Linked DNA regions of Mus musculus: all the other regions are linked to region 2. A link is a contact called in public HiChIP or PLAC-seq data. All regions are on one chromosome and are shown on one strand. Each heading gives the region's core, a stretch centred on a gene start, on an enhancer-like site or on the middle of the called end of the contact. The rest is flanking DNA. Distances are from core to core; before and after follow the strand shown.

Region 1 (3,604 bases), core at 822-3,321, 400 kb after region 2:
GAAAAATTGGAGGCTGGAATTTTCTCTATATAATGAAGCTTTTTTAAATGTTGCCAGTAATATCAGCATCTCCGAGGAAAGCCCAAATGGTTTCATCTCCTGTAGGGAAGAACCATTCATGAATCATTGTTTCCATGCAAAGTGTTTCCTTCCTTTAACTGGGGCTATCAATTGTAGCAGCTGGATTTTTTTTTTTTTAAGTAACAAAATTTGATTCTGTTGTAAAGTCATTTATTACAAGTATAGGGGAGAGATCCTTCACAAAAGACCCCAAAGTGTTCTGTGGATAAAGATGGGGGTCTAATGCCTGCATCCCTTTGTCCTTAGGTGGTCTGATAGGCTCTGGGTATTCCTAAGAGGCCAGGGTGGGTTGTTCAGCAGCAGCATCTCTCAGCAGGCTCAGATGTACTCCTATTTAGTACTTAGAAGCATTCGTTGTAGTTTCCACGTGTTCTCGCTGGGTCTGTCCTATGGAGGAGAGACTGTGCTATCTAAGCCTCCACTATATCATGTGATGGTGTAACCTGGAGTTAGGCATTGCTTCATAGCAGGCTTGGTACCTCTCATGTCCCTGAAAGGGGACAAAACCCCTAGGGACTGCAAGCTACCGTAGAGCCTTGCCTGAGCTGCTCTGAGGGATCTGGTCACAGCCAGGCTGAGAGACAGGACTTAGTTGTGTGTCCTTGACTGGAATCCCTCGGGTCTGACTGCCTCTGTTACTGCACGGTGAGTGCTGAACTGGGCTCTGAGTCAGGAGAGATGTGTTGTCCAAGGTGACCATGGACCCATCTGTTAGTCAGGCCCATCTGTGATCACTCACCACCATTGCTCAGACTGACCATGGTTCAAGTTCACATTAACACTTCAGAAAGAAAGAAAATGACTATTAGATACTCAGGTTATTGTGATTAATATATGCCCATTTTTATTTCCAAGATTTCCTTAATTTGGTAATTAATGTTCATGAACATCCCTGAGAGAATGTAAATGAATATAATTCTGTCTCTAAGAATATTAAAATTGAAAATGATGACAAAAATATATAGCCCTATAACTAACCTCTCAGCCTTTAATATCTCTATCTCTCTCTCTCTCTCTCTCTCTCTCTCTCTCTCTCTCTCTCTCTCTCTTTCTCTCTTTCTCTCTCCCTTTGTGTCACTTTCTTGGAGGGAGGATGGGGGGGGCAGGGAAGAACAAGGGTGTCATTTGTGAAGGCACTGGACGCTGTCTACCACAGATCTCTTTAATAACATTGGCAGCAGTTCCAGAATTGATTTGTATCGATTTATATGCCAATGCAAGATCACTGGCACATATTATCTTGTCTTACATCATCATCAACACTTAATTGTGATTCTTTTCATAGTAAAACAGAAAAATTAATTTCCCAATTTTTTTATTACAAAGCGAAATGCCACTCTACAAATCAGGTTTTGATAATTTTGACAGCAATTAATGTTTTTCTCTATAGTAATATAGGAACAAATCTTGATTTCTGAATTAGGGAGAGAAGAAGGGGGAGAGGGAGGGAGGGAGGGCGGGCAGCTGGCACAGGGATCTCCCCATCTGCATAGTCTTCCCTACACTGGGTTGCAAACAGAAGTTTACTGTGGCCATTTGCCCTGAAAGACGTGGACCCTCCATGACATTTGCACACTGCTTTAACTAACAGTCGTTTCCTGTGTTCTGGGTCTGAAGCCCCGAACTTGGCACTTCATTTCCTCAGGTCATTCAATACTTGGAACAGCCCTGCGAGTTAGGTGTCCTTATTTTCCCATTTTATAAAGGAGAAAACTGGCACCAAGAATGTCTAGGCAAGAAGATCTTGTGTTGCGGGTCAGCTTGGCCTATATAGTCAGACTGTCTGGACGCAAAACAAAACAACGTGACGAACAAAAAAAACCCAAAACGGACACTGTTTCAAGGCTGCACACACAGTGGGCCTATTGCTGTCTGTGGACAGATTTCCTCTGAGTCAAATGCCTGTTTCTGCTCTAAAACTGCACCGATTGGTTCAGACCCAACACCACGCCCCCAAGCACGATCAGATCCCGCCTTATTGCTAGCTGGTTCACCTTACCAGAACCGTTTCCTTTGAAGTGGAGTAGTCTCCCAGCAGTGCTTCTCTCGCCCAGAGCAATCCTGGTAGCTCCTGCCTTTGATGGGGTACTGGGAATGTAAAACTCTTCATTATCCCATTAGCCATAATCTCTTCTGCTAAGCCTAATAATTTATGAACACTATTTAAGCTAATGTATAGTTGCATGATTTTACGGCTAGTCTACTTTTTCACGAGGTGACACATTTAGGTGTGTAGATCCTCGGTGGGATTTTCTGAAGGGAGAGATTAGATGACTTTGACAGGACACCTTTGTAGAATCCCTTCCTTCCCAAGGGCCTGCAGAGACGACCGCAGCGTCCCTGTGAGTGGAGGAGGCTTGAGGTGCAGGAGCCATCAGAAGAAGACTTTCGCGATTGCTGCTCAGGTTTCATGACAGAGGGAAATCTTGGGGGAAGTACAGGAGCCTCCATTCCAACCTCCCCACTAAGCAGCTTTCATAAAAATTAGTAGAGGCCATTAGACGACAAGTGTAAGAAAGATTCATATTGACCCTTTAGCAGAAAGGAATTTATTGCAAAGTCACATGTGGACTGGAATTGAGAAGAGGCGAAGTCTTAGGGGTGGAGGATGCTGCAAGATGCCAGTCCCAGTATCCTTTGTCTCTCTTCTCTCTCCCTCCCCTGCCCACCCCCTCCCCTGCCTTTCCCCCCTCCTCTGTCTCTCTCCCTCCTCTCCCATCTTGATCTCATGGTGTCTGCTCTCTGGAGCCTCCCATCTCCTCCCTAGGTCCACTGTTCCAACCTAGCTGCTCAGTTTATTCCCTCTTCTCCAGACATTATAACACAGCCAAGGGGCCAACTGGGGCCTTTTATTTAGGTGGCTCAAGCTGTAGAGCAAATTTGTACTTGAATTTTTTAAAAATCAAGTTGTACATTGTTGCCAAATAATCACAGAATCTTAATTTATTCAAAGGAAAGCGTTAAGGCTGCTACAGCCTATCTATCTATCTATCTATCTATCTATCTATCTATCTATCTAATTTTTTTTTCTTTTGTGTCTTCAGCAGACTCCTGCTTTTTTGTTGTCCTGACTTTCTGTAATGGAAGCTTGTCCTTGTGACAATTCACTTAACCGGCCAGTCCATAGACATCCTTGTCAGGAGTGGGAAAGCACCTCACTGTGCAATGGTCCACAAATATAGCAATCTGCTGTTGTTACTGTTTGTTAATATGTATTGATTAATCTAATTCCTGTCCCCCCAAGTTGACCAAACAAATTCAACTTTCTCTCTCCTTCCATGTGAAGACTTACAGTGGCTAAGCTATGGACGGTTTTGTTTTTTTGTTTTTTGGGTTTGTTTTCTTTTTTAATGGTTTAACACACCCATGGGTCTCCTGTAAATATCTATAGAGGAATAATTTCAAATTCAGACAAATGGCTTGGATTTTTGGATGAGTTGAATAGTCAGGAGGCATAGTCAAGGGATCCTGGAGATACTTGGGCAGGAATAGGTTGGTAGGTTGGTTGGGGGGTGCTTTGAAA
Region 2 (3,501 bases), core at 476-2,975:
ATCTTGTGCTACCAGGAAAAAGGGAAGAGGTGACTGAACTCGTTGCCCCAAGTCTGGCCTGTGGTTTTTAACCCATCTTCAAAGAATTTCACAAAACAGGATCCCCCCCCCCCCAACACAGGCCCTTTTCCTCCCAAAGAACGGTGCATTCAGCGTCTCTGAGCTGCCTCGCCCCATCCAGACAGTCTTTGGGATGCTCGGTACTGATTTTTTTAAACCTCCTCTCCCAGACCCCAAATCCTCTCAAATTCCAAGACAGATCCCTTTAGGGACGTATTTTTCTGAGGCTAGCAGAGAGAGAGAGAGAGAGAGAGAGAGAGAGAGAGAGAGAGAGAGAAGTGTCTGATTCCATTCTAGCTTGAGAGGACTGGAATAAATTTGCCCCTGACTTACCTTGGATGGGCAAAAGAAGTAGAGTGATTTTAACCTCTGCGTTTCTCCCAGCGATGTGGGGAGCGCCATTAGTTGCTGATGGGGGGAAACCTGTGCTACAGGAAAGGGCAGGCCCCCTGAAACAAAATCAGAAAGCCATTCGCCAAGGCAATCAATCAGGTCCTAAGTAGCCATTTACCCCCTTTCTTGGCGGGGCTAGAGGTGGGTTGGGAGCCCTCCAAGGGTGCTCTGGGCAACTTGTAGAGCGAGGAATATGTCCTCTCAGCCGCCGCTGGCGTGCGGCTTTTGTCTCGGCTCCCAGGCAGGCTTTGTACCATGGATTTGGGAGTGACAATGGGCATTTCTCTCAGATTCAAGGCTGCCCGGCCTTACCTCTCAAGGGGAAAACTGGAAAGGGGGTGGATCAAGGACCTGTTCTTTCGTCTGGATTTTGAAGACATCTTCAGAATCCGTTTGCAGGCACGTGTGAAAGGCACGCAGCGAACCTACCCTCGGAGATGCGGTTCCTGCAGGCCTCTCTGAGGCTGGGCTAATTCCGGCTAGTGAGAACCGGTCTCACTGGCCTTTAGGTTTTCCCCTCTGTGGCATGTTTTCTTGCAGGGCCATTCCAGAAGGCTGGGGAAAGATGAGGCACCATGGCCATCACTGTCGGCTCCTTGGGACTCCAGTGCTCACCACCCATGCGAGGGCAGAGAGACAGCCCTTGGAGGCCGCCCCTTGGAAGCCATGCTGAGCTGGACCAGGCCCGAGAGTCCAGTTGACCCAGCTCACCCCCTGGGCCTCGGGGCGTGTGCCTAGCTTTTTGTCGAGGGTTTACATGTGGCTGCCCCGGGAGTGTGAGCGCGGTAGAGGGAGGGGCACTCCGAGCTGCTCCATCCGTCCGTTTTATTAGGGACACATTAATCTATAATCAAATACACCTCATAAAATTTTTATTGAAAGGCATAATATCATTACAGAGGTCTTCCACCTGTTTTAAACAACACGCCAAGCTGTGTGAGTGTGTGTGTGTGTGTGTGTGTGTGTGTGTGTGTGTGTGTGTGTAGGGATGGGTTTAGGTAAGAAAAGAGGCGAGGGGAGAACGACTCCCTTTGGGCGACAGGGGTCCGCCCTTAAAGGCCAGCCTGCCTGGGGCAGCCCGGGCCCAGGAGCCTCCAACTGCTCCGGGGCTTTGGATAATCGCCTAGGTGTGACTTAGAAGCCCGGCCCAGGGCTCAGAGCCCAGGAGTCGGAGAGCCAGAGTCCGGGTGGAGATCGCAGGACCCAGAGAGGCAAGAAGAGATGAACAAATAGTCCCCAGCGCCTCCTGCGGCCGCAGTTAGGCCTGTGGCCGCCGCCGCCACCAGGGCGGGCTGAGCCGGGCCAGGCCGGGCTGGTGCGTGGACCTGGGCCCGGCAGCTCTAATTGCAACGCTCCTGTTGATGATGATTTTTTTTTTTTTAAATCACAGCAGCCCCCAGTTTAGCGGACTGATTTACTCCGGGTATTGGTAAATATGATCACGTGGGCCGCGCGACCAATGGTGGTGGCTGCAGCCTGCGAACTAGTCGGCGGCTCGGGCGCCGGCGAGGAGCCGCTCGGCGGTGGGCAGTGGAACCTTGGGTGGGAGCGAGCGGCGCCTCACCATGTCGTCCAGTGGCACCCTCAGCAACTACTACGTGGACTCGCTCATAGGCCATGAGGGCGACGAGGTGTTCGCCGCGCGCTTTGGGCCACCGGGGCCGGGGACACAGGGCCGGCCCGCAGGTGTGGCCGATGGCCCAGCCGCCGCCACCGCCGAGTTCGCCTCGTGTAGTTTTGCCCCCAAATCGTCCGTGTTCTCCGCCTCGTGGTCCGCGGTGGCCGCCCAGCCCCCGGCGGCGGCGACGATGAGCGGCCTGTACCACCCGTACGTGTCCCCGCCGCCCCTGGCTGCCGCCGAGCCGGGACGCTACGTACGCTCCTGGATGGAGCCGCTGCCCGGCTTCCCCGGCGGCGCAGGCGGTGGCGGTGGCAGTGGTGGCGGCGGTGGCGGAGGCCCGGGTCCCGTTCCCAGCCCCGGTGGCCCAGCCAACGGGCGCCACTACGGGATTAAGCCTGAAACCGGAGCGGCCCCGGCCCCCGCTGCAGCCTCCACCTCCTCCTCCTCCTCCACCTCCTCGTCCTCCTCCTCCAAAAGGACTGAGTGCTCCGCGGCCCGCGAGTCCCAGGGGAGCGGCGGCCCAGAATTCCCGTGCAACTCGTTCCTGCGGGACAAGGCAGCGGCGGCGACAGGGAACGGGCCCGGGGTGGGAATCGGGACCGGGCCAGGGGCGGTAGGCTCGTCCGAGCCCTCAGCTTGCAGCGATCACCCGAGCCCGGGCTGCTCGCTGAAGGAGGAGGAGAAGCAGCCGCCGCAGCCGCCGCAGCAGCAACTTGACCCAAGTAAGTGCAAAAGAAATTGCCCCCTGATTTATTGCTGAAACCTGTAAGGCTCGAATGTGCAAAACTGATAGTTTTACTAACCTATAAAAACGTCTAGACGCCTACCCAAGCCTAGGCGAGCAACACGTATCCATAAAAAGCTTCCCATAACCACCTACCTTGGGCGCGCGGTTTGTACGGTAAACAGAGCGCGGGCATTAAGGCTTTTTATGATAATTCCCCCAAGTTGTGAAAAGCGTCCATCCTTGGTGAAATTAATTTAACGACCTCTCTTCCCCACCCTGTCGTCTCTCCCTGCCTCCCCTCCGCCCCTCGCTCCCTTGTCTGCAAACCCCCCTCTTCCTAGACAACCCTGCAGCGAACTGGATCCACGCTCGCTCCACCCGGAAAAAGCGCTGTCCCTACACCAAATACCAGACGCTAGAGCTGGAGAAGGAATTCCTCTTCAACATGTACCTCACCCGGGACCGGCGCTACGAGGTGGCCAGGATTCTGAACCTTACAGAGAGACAAGTCAAAATCTGGTTCCAGAACCGTAGGATGAAAATGAAAAAGATGAGCAAGGAGAAGTGCCCTAAAGGAGACTGACCCAGTGCGGGTCTGGCCTGCAGCACTCAAAAGGCAGCGGGTTTTTTTGTTTGTTTGTTTGTTTGTTTTGTTTTTTGTTTTTTGTTGTTGTTTGTTTTCTTTGTGGGTGCTTGATTC
Region 3 (3,558 bases), core at 284-2,783, 330 kb after region 2:
TCCAAATGGATACATATATCCATTAAGACCCTATTTGAAAAACAAAAATCAGCCAAGAATTCCTTGCAAGTGGTGACTCTCTTATCTTCATGATTCCAGGAGTGGCTTTAGAGTGCATGCTGCTGCGATGTTTCGTTTCTAGCTTCGGACTCTGTTCACTTGTGTATTGTTCCATAGAGAAAGCCGGGCCACCCGTACTTACCAATATCCCAGGCACTCGGGCCACTAGTTCCTGTCGAACGTCACCTTCCCGGAAGTGACTTCACCTCACTCCAGGAGCCTTTGCCAAGCCATGATGGTTTTTGAATACTCAAAATGCCTTCCTGGGATCTTACCCAGCACAGCCCACTCTGCTGGCTCCCCCACCCACTCTCTGCACTTTCTCTTGCTCTCCCCGGCCTTCATTGTCTAACACAGCTCTGCCTCCCCCTCAGGAAGCCATCATGCTTCCTCTACCTTCAGAGACCACAGTGCTTCCTTCTGAACCAGTTTATCAGCTGTTTGTGATGGTATAAATCATTGTTGATAATGCTGTTAACATATTAAGGCTCTATCCATGCCTTGTCTCTTGGAAGTCAGTTCTTTAAGAAGAGTGGTTTCTAATACTCCCATAGACCCTCCAAGAGTGTATAGTATACAGTTAGAGCTCAATAAATGTACAATAACTAATTGCTAAACAATAGCAAAAAAAACAAAAGGGAAAAACTATCACAAAGTTTTAAGAAACATTTCTTTCATAGTTTTTACTGCTTTTTTATTAATATTATACTTATTAAATTTAATTATTTAATTTGATAGATGCTAACCTAAAATATAAACAAATCACCAGCTTTTTTTTAAAAAAGCATTTGATTTGTATTAAGAGGGGATTAAACATATGAACCATTTTATTTCTTGGCACATATTTCTCCTAAAATGAAATGGAACAATATTAGTTTGAAGAAATTACTAATTTTCATCACATTGTTTTGCAGTGATCTGCTTCCTTTGCTTATTTATTAACCAGATATTTCAGAAACACACTAAATATATGCCAAAAGTCATAAAAGTGAGTCAAACATTCCCAATTGAAATATACATTAAAAGCAAAGAGGGGTCATATGGCCTTTCTGGTCCCTCCCACATAGAAGTATTCCATGTCTGACTTTTTCCAGTGACAGTCCCGTGCTCGTGCTGGGCAGGAGCCCCAGGTGCTCATCTGTTCAGTCACAAGCCCCACTGTGATATGCAGTGTGCTGCTAGAGGCAACTAAGTGGTTAACTGTGATTCAGGGACCCAGCCAAACTCAAAAGCAGCGTGTTCACCAAACCGCCCTCTTTCCCCACTATTTTCTCTGGAGCAATCCCAGCTCTAATTAAAATGTAATATTCTCCTTATGTGATTCCTTGGAAAAGTTTGTGGAATGACCACCTAATCCAGACCAGGTTTCCCAGCTGTTCCCTGGCTTGGCTGGCATTCTCATGCACACAGCCCACACCCCAGCTCCTCGTCTATATACTTACCATATGACCTCCCTCCCCTCCCACGTCTCCCCTGCTGTCTCCCATATACTGTACATAACTTCCTGACTCATACTGTTGTGCCTTCAGCGTAGAAGAGCCATTACTGGAGCGCAGAGGGCCAAGAAAAAAGTAATACTGCCCCTGCAGAGCACTTTAACGCCATTTACAATGGAAAGAACAACTTTGAACTGCTTCCAAAATAACAGGCATTTAAAATCACTTCTGTTTGCCGTTGAGATGGATTTTGCAGTAACCTTTCCAAACCTGCTTCCTCTGAATGGTTTTTAGTCTACAGAGTGGCTTTCTCAATGAAAATTTAAAATGGTGCCCATTTGAACATGACATACACCACAAAAGGCAATTTCCCAACATGCTGACAGTCACTCATGAAACCAGGGTCTGATGTCGCATCTCAATGATGATTATATAAGCACGGAGATATTATGAAACACTGCTTCAAACACAGGATTAATAAAAGCAGATGCTGGGGCGTACGTCTGATAAAGGAATCGCTTAGCACAGCTCTGTGAATTCAATTTCCCACGTCTGTCCTCACACACATCTTTCTGTAAACCTTACATCCCTTTAGCCTTTTCATCCAGCTTCATCAGATGTTATGAGGATTTCTCAACCAGCGCTTACAAAATGGCATTCTACAAGTGAAATCCATAAGTCTTGACCCACTTTGGTTTTGATCAGCTTGGGTTTTTTTTTTAACTAAGTTATCATTCAATAATAAGTTATGGTTCAAGAGCTAATATTTTAAAGTTGTAATAGCCCATTCACAAATTGAGATTCTCTGCTTATTCTGAGAGATCATTTAGTGTGGACCTGTCATGGCCCACAGCTCAGTGGATCACATGACAGAAGCAAGACTCTCCCTAGAGCTCCCGGCTCCATCCCCTCTTTTCCACCACTCACTTGGCATTTTAATTTAACATTTTGGGTTATAACGTCATTGGTTCAAGTATTTTACAGACAGAAACTTGGCCACACAATTGTGTTAAGCCATATGTTCTTATTCATCTTGAAATCTGAATTCTTTCACAATAGAGTATTTCCCACTTACCTAGATTCTTGACCCAGGTCACCAAGGGAACCGCTGCCTATCACACAGCATACCCAAGGTATGATGAGAAAAGACTTAGGACACATGAAGCCCTGACCCACATCCAATTGCGTAGTGCTGAGAATATGGCTTAAATGTCTTGTGTTCCAGAATTCATATCAATAAAATAGAAACCCCCCCCCTCACTTGCTAATTCTCATCAGGAAAGTTTGCTGAAACATGGAACTGGTTCCACCCAGAGCTTCTGACACATTAGCTCTAGGCTGGGACTTAGGCACATGCATTTTTCACAAGTTCCCACGGGATGCTGCAGGTCCAGGGCCACACACCGAGAACTTCTATCTGGCCTAATTGCTGTAGATTATAGGCTATAGTTACAGAAAACACAGGATACAGTGAACTAGTCGTTTTTTTGATGGAAAGTAAAGAAGTTGTTTATTTTGTTAGTAATTTGGCATATTATTGTATTTGATATGTTATACGAGTGAGGAATCCAGATAATTATTTCATTTCTGAAATTTGTAATTTTTTTTTTTTTTTTTGTAAAGCAAAACAGAAAATTCAGACCCCAAGCTTACTTCGGTCTTACTCGGAGCTCTGGTTCTCCCATCTGCACACAAGAAAAACCAATAGTTTTGTTGGAAGATATTGGAAGGAAAGGGCGGGGGCAAAGAATTATCTTTGAAGAGTTGGATTACATTTCATCCATCCTTCATCCTTCCATGTTCTCCCTGTGCTCAGAGTCCAGACCGGTAGCCCTAGTGACGTCAAGGAACACAAAGCAGTCTGTGGTCCAATGGCTGTTTGTCTGCCTCTTCTCTTTTCTCTCCCTCCCCTCAGTGATGGGTAACAAGAATGAGGATGACCCCACTGCAGACTCAAAAATGATGGACATGGGTCTCACATGGACTTAAAATCATCAAGCAAGCCATGGTGGCTAACACCCGTAATCTCAGCACTTGGGGTGGTGAGGCATCTGAGGCTAGC
Region 4 (3,346 bases), core at 472-2,971, 300 kb after region 2:
AACACTCTAACCCTTTAACCCTAACTACACTCTAACCCTAACCATTTCTCTCTAACCCTAACCCTCTAACCCTTACCCTAGGGTTGAGTCTTTCCAATGGAATTTCATTTACTAGCAAATCACCAATGACATCTGGAAATGGTGACTAACCTAAAGAAAACACTTTGCCACCTTAAAGCTCAAACCCCAGGCTGTTCTCCCCATTTCCAGACTGAGAGGAGCAGAAGTGACAACTTGCCAGAGGCCCTCATCTCAGGATCGCACCCAGACTTCCTTTGTGAGTGATATGAACACTATCAGTCAGCTGGATGCCCCTATTTGCAGATTCAGGCCAGCAGCAGACAGATGTAGGCTTTACAGGACTGACTGGGGTGGGACAGGAGTGATAAGACAGGAGTATGGCCATGACCTGGAGCTTGTTCTGAGTTTTAACAGGAAAGATTTCCCTGTGTTCTGTGTTCCTTACCTGAGCCTGTGATCAGGGTATCTTCCAGAGAGCTTAGCTCTCCACAGATGAGAGGGGGGGGGGAGGGAGAGGAGAGGAGAGGAGAGGAGAGGAGAGGAGAGGAGAGGAGAGGAGAGGAGAGGAGAGGAGAGGAGAGGAGAGGAGAGGAGAGGAGAGGAGAGGAGAAAGAATTGCCCCTTCCTTAAGGCAGAAGGCACCCTGGCAGTCTAGAGCAGACATTTTGTATTGTCATCACTGTAGGTGTTTCTGTCTTCTGTTTGAATAAGGGCTTCTCTGCCCAGTTGACTACTACCCACATATTCCCTTGAGGCTAGCTTTGGGATTTTATACCCTTTATCCTGTTTCTGTCCCCAACAACATGAAAGGTGAAGTGGCCTCAGGTGCTGGACCATGTTGTCAGGGCCTCTGCATCTGTCTTTCAGCTGGGGCTGGGATGTGGGCCTGACAGGAAGCACACAGACCAGGCAATAGGAATGCCAGGTGCAAGAACTAAACTCCCTCAGACTGCATGAGGGGAAAGGACACCTGAAAGCTGAGGCTTTCTCTACTCAACAGTTCCTCTCCCCCAGGCTCACCCTACCCAAAAGCTGATGGCTAGCACTGACTCTGGTGGCTCCGGGTGCTTTGGCTCACCAGGCAGTGCGGCTCCCTCCCAAAGCTGTCTTGGTCTCCACTCAAGACCAAGGTGGTCTGGTAGGGGCTTTTCCTGTCTCCCCAAATGATGCCCACGTTGCTGTTCTGGTCCAAGGTCGGGAAAGAAGACCCCAGGAAAGAACAGTGATTCCACCCTCAACTCAGAGGGTGAATGTGTTCAGAGGTCACACACACTCCCCAGATGTGAGAGCAGACAGGAACGGCAACACATAAGAAGGATCCGAGAACTCGTAAATATGAACAACTACCACAAATAAAATCTACCAGCCTGTTACTCCCGGGAAACTGACTGCTTGTAGATCAGAGAAATGCTGCTCCGGGGTTTCCCATGCCTAACCGCAGCATCACCCGGGGACGATTCAGAAAGTGACCCAGGCCAAATGCGAGTGTCAGTCTTTGGTAAAATTTGATACTCCTCAAGTAACTCTGGTTAAGGCAAGAACAGACTCTTCAAATCAGTGCTCCTGCCCTGTGAAAACGACTCGACTTGGTGGGGGGGGGGGGGGGCAAACTTGAAAGGATGCAGCCCAGATGTTAATTTTAAGATCCTCTGGGCCCAACACAGCTGTGGCCTCCAAACTGTTTTGGGATGGAGTCCGGCCACACCCACAGCTGCAGCCGAGCAGTGCAATTTGAAACTCCCCCAGGGCCAACTGCTGTGAAAAGAGCAGTTTTATTACACAAAATAAAACAAAATGCCAGCTCATCTTTACAGTTTCACGGTCTGCCTCGGGGAACACAAAAAGAGTTTTATTTTTCACCTCGTGCGCACTCTGCGCCAGCCGGGTTTGTCTCGGGGCCAGTTTGGGAGGAAGATCTGGAAAGTTCTCTGCTCTGTTGTGGACTCCACTGGTGGTGGAGCTGACATTGAACTTGACTGACTACAGCTGCTCTTTCTGGGCAGTGAGGGAGCAGCATTTAACGTAGCTCTTATGGGGATGTTGCATGTGTTCACGGGAGCTGGACCTGGACCTCATGCCTGAGATACACGGTCTCCCTCGTCTCAAAGCTTTGGAGCAAGATTTTGCCTTTTAATTAAATTTTAGAAGCTTGTTAAACTAGATTTCTGCTTTTAAGAGAGCACACTTAAAAAGAAAATGATGTGCCCCCAATAATCTATAAAATTGAAATTCTGAGGCAGATATTAAAGTTTTCTACTCTAGCTGAAACACTGACAAGAGACGATGAAAGTATATTGTTTGGAGGGCTGGGAAGAGAACTCAAGAGCTACAAGCTGAACTATCGTGAGACCCGTGTTCCAATCCCCAGCACCCAGGGAAAGAGCTGAGAGTGGGGGTACATACCTATAATCTCAATGCTGGCGTCAGAGACGGGAGGATCCCTGAGGCTTGCCGGCCAGCCATCTTAGCTGAACCAGTGACCTCTAGGTTCAAAGAGAGATGCTGTTTCAAAGAATAATATAGAGAGTACCTGAGGACGATATTCAGTGTTGACCTCTGGTCTACATGTGTATACATACAGACACTATATCACACACACACACACACACACACACACACACACACAAGTATATTGTTAAATCAAGCATCAGCGTTACTAGATGAAACTACGGAAGTTAGCTAATAGCCGACTGATTTTTAGTGCAAACAGGGAAACGACCCCATGGTCTTTTTGTTTTCTCTCTGTGTCTAATGCATTGAGTCGTACACGCAATCTAGGACAGCTACATGCTTGATCTCGGTAGAGGAGAAGCCAGCCTGCACACGGGTGTGAGGGTCTCTGTGATATGAATCGGACGGAAACATGAACTAAGTTGTTTGAGCAGATGTTTTGTCTACACAATGCTGAGCGTTAAGAGGCAGATATTAAGGTTTCCTTCTTCCCGTGTAGAGACCTGGTGTCATATAGATGAAACACTCCATAGGATAAATGAAGGTCCCTCTTCTGTTCAGACGTTTTTGATATATGATATATAGAAGCAGCTGGAGAAGAGTTCAGCTCAGAATGAAGAAGCAGAAGCAGGGGAGAGGAGAAGAAAACTCAAGGACAAGGACCAGTTGCTCACATCCCTGGTAATGCAAACCCTCCAGGTAACCAAGTAGAGGGAACTTGTCACTTTCTAATGACAGACATGTTTACCAAGACCATGCACTGAATTGTCTTCCTCTCCTCCCTTAGCTCGGAACCTTTGTGCCCTGTCCTAATCTTATGCTATGCATAGTGGCTGTGGACGATTAACAAAAGGAGAAAGGGCTCCGTAATAAA

Evidence for each region. HiChIP or PLAC-seq counts read pairs in DNA pulled down with a chosen protein or histone mark.
Region 1: a contact with region 2 is called in an H3K4me3 HiChIP or PLAC-seq map of craniofacial prominence, with 4 times the contacts expected there. The contact joins the enhancer-like site here to the promoter of Hoxd9 in region 2. A contact is called at or near these places in 5 of 39 promoter capture datasets (embryonic stem cells, erythroid cells, frontonasal cranial neural crest and 2 more), 1 of 15 datasets of contacts at CTCF or cohesin (large pre-B cells), 18 of 115 datasets of contacts at active chromatin or transcription factors (craniofacial prominence, embryonic basal ganglia, embryonic forebrain and 10 more) and 4 of 9 other capture datasets (adipose tissue, embryonic stem cells, liver and 1 more).
Region 3: a contact with region 2 is called in an H3K4me3 HiChIP or PLAC-seq map of craniofacial prominence, with 4 times the contacts expected there. The contact joins the enhancer-like site here to the promoter of Hoxd9 in region 2. A contact is called at or near these places in 1 of 39 promoter capture datasets (liver), 6 of 484 Hi-C or Micro-C datasets (adipose-derived mesenchymal stem cells, myocytes and uterus), 14 of 115 datasets of contacts at active chromatin or transcription factors (cardiomyocytes, craniofacial prominence, embryonic basal ganglia and 10 more) and 3 of 9 other capture datasets (embryonic stem cells, liver and pancreatic islet).
Region 4: an H3K4me3 HiChIP or PLAC-seq map of embryonic limb bud shows a contact between it and region 2, with 5 times the contacts expected there. The contact joins the enhancer-like site here to the promoter of Hoxd9 in region 2. A contact is called at or near these places in 2 of 39 promoter capture datasets (embryonic stem cells and liver), 3 of 484 Hi-C or Micro-C datasets (all in uterus), 7 of 115 datasets of contacts at active chromatin or transcription factors (craniofacial prominence, embryonic limb bud, embryonic stem cells and 3 more) and 2 of 9 other capture datasets (adipose tissue and pancreatic islet).

Annotation. Positions count from the first base shown.
Region 1 is chr2:75,099,675-75,103,278 of GRCm38.p6, forward strand. No RefSeq gene overlaps it. Among named protein-coding and RNA genes, the nearest start is that of 2600014E21Rik, 36 kb to the right of the region's middle. Within about 2 kb of position 2,072, at least 16 of the 459 cell types and tissues checked have an H3K27ac peak or open chromatin away from gene starts, as enhancers often do. A contact at or near this core is called in craniofacial prominence and embryonic limb bud, where this site is marked.
Region 2 is chr2:74,696,038-74,699,538 of GRCm38.p6, forward strand. Hoxd9 (homeobox D9) reads left to right here and starts at 1,726. Exons shown (of 2, transcript NM_013555.4): 1 at 1,726-2,796; 2 at 3,143-3,501. The coding sequence starts at 2,019. The coding sequence ends at 3,384.
Region 3 is chr2:75,028,043-75,031,600 of GRCm38.p6, forward strand. No RefSeq gene overlaps it. Among named protein-coding and RNA genes, the nearest start is that of Gm46748, 32 kb to the right of the region's middle. Within about 2 kb of position 1,534, at least 18 of the 459 cell types and tissues checked have an H3K27ac peak or open chromatin away from gene starts, as enhancers often do. A contact at or near this core is called in craniofacial prominence and embryonic limb bud, where this site is marked.
Region 4 is chr2:74,998,745-75,002,090 of GRCm38.p6, forward strand. No RefSeq gene overlaps it. Among named protein-coding and RNA genes, the nearest start is that of Gm46748, 61 kb to the right of the region's middle. Within about 2 kb of position 1,722, at least 46 of the 459 cell types and tissues checked have an H3K27ac peak or open chromatin away from gene starts, as enhancers often do. A contact at or near this core is called in craniofacial prominence, embryonic limb bud and uterus, where this site is marked.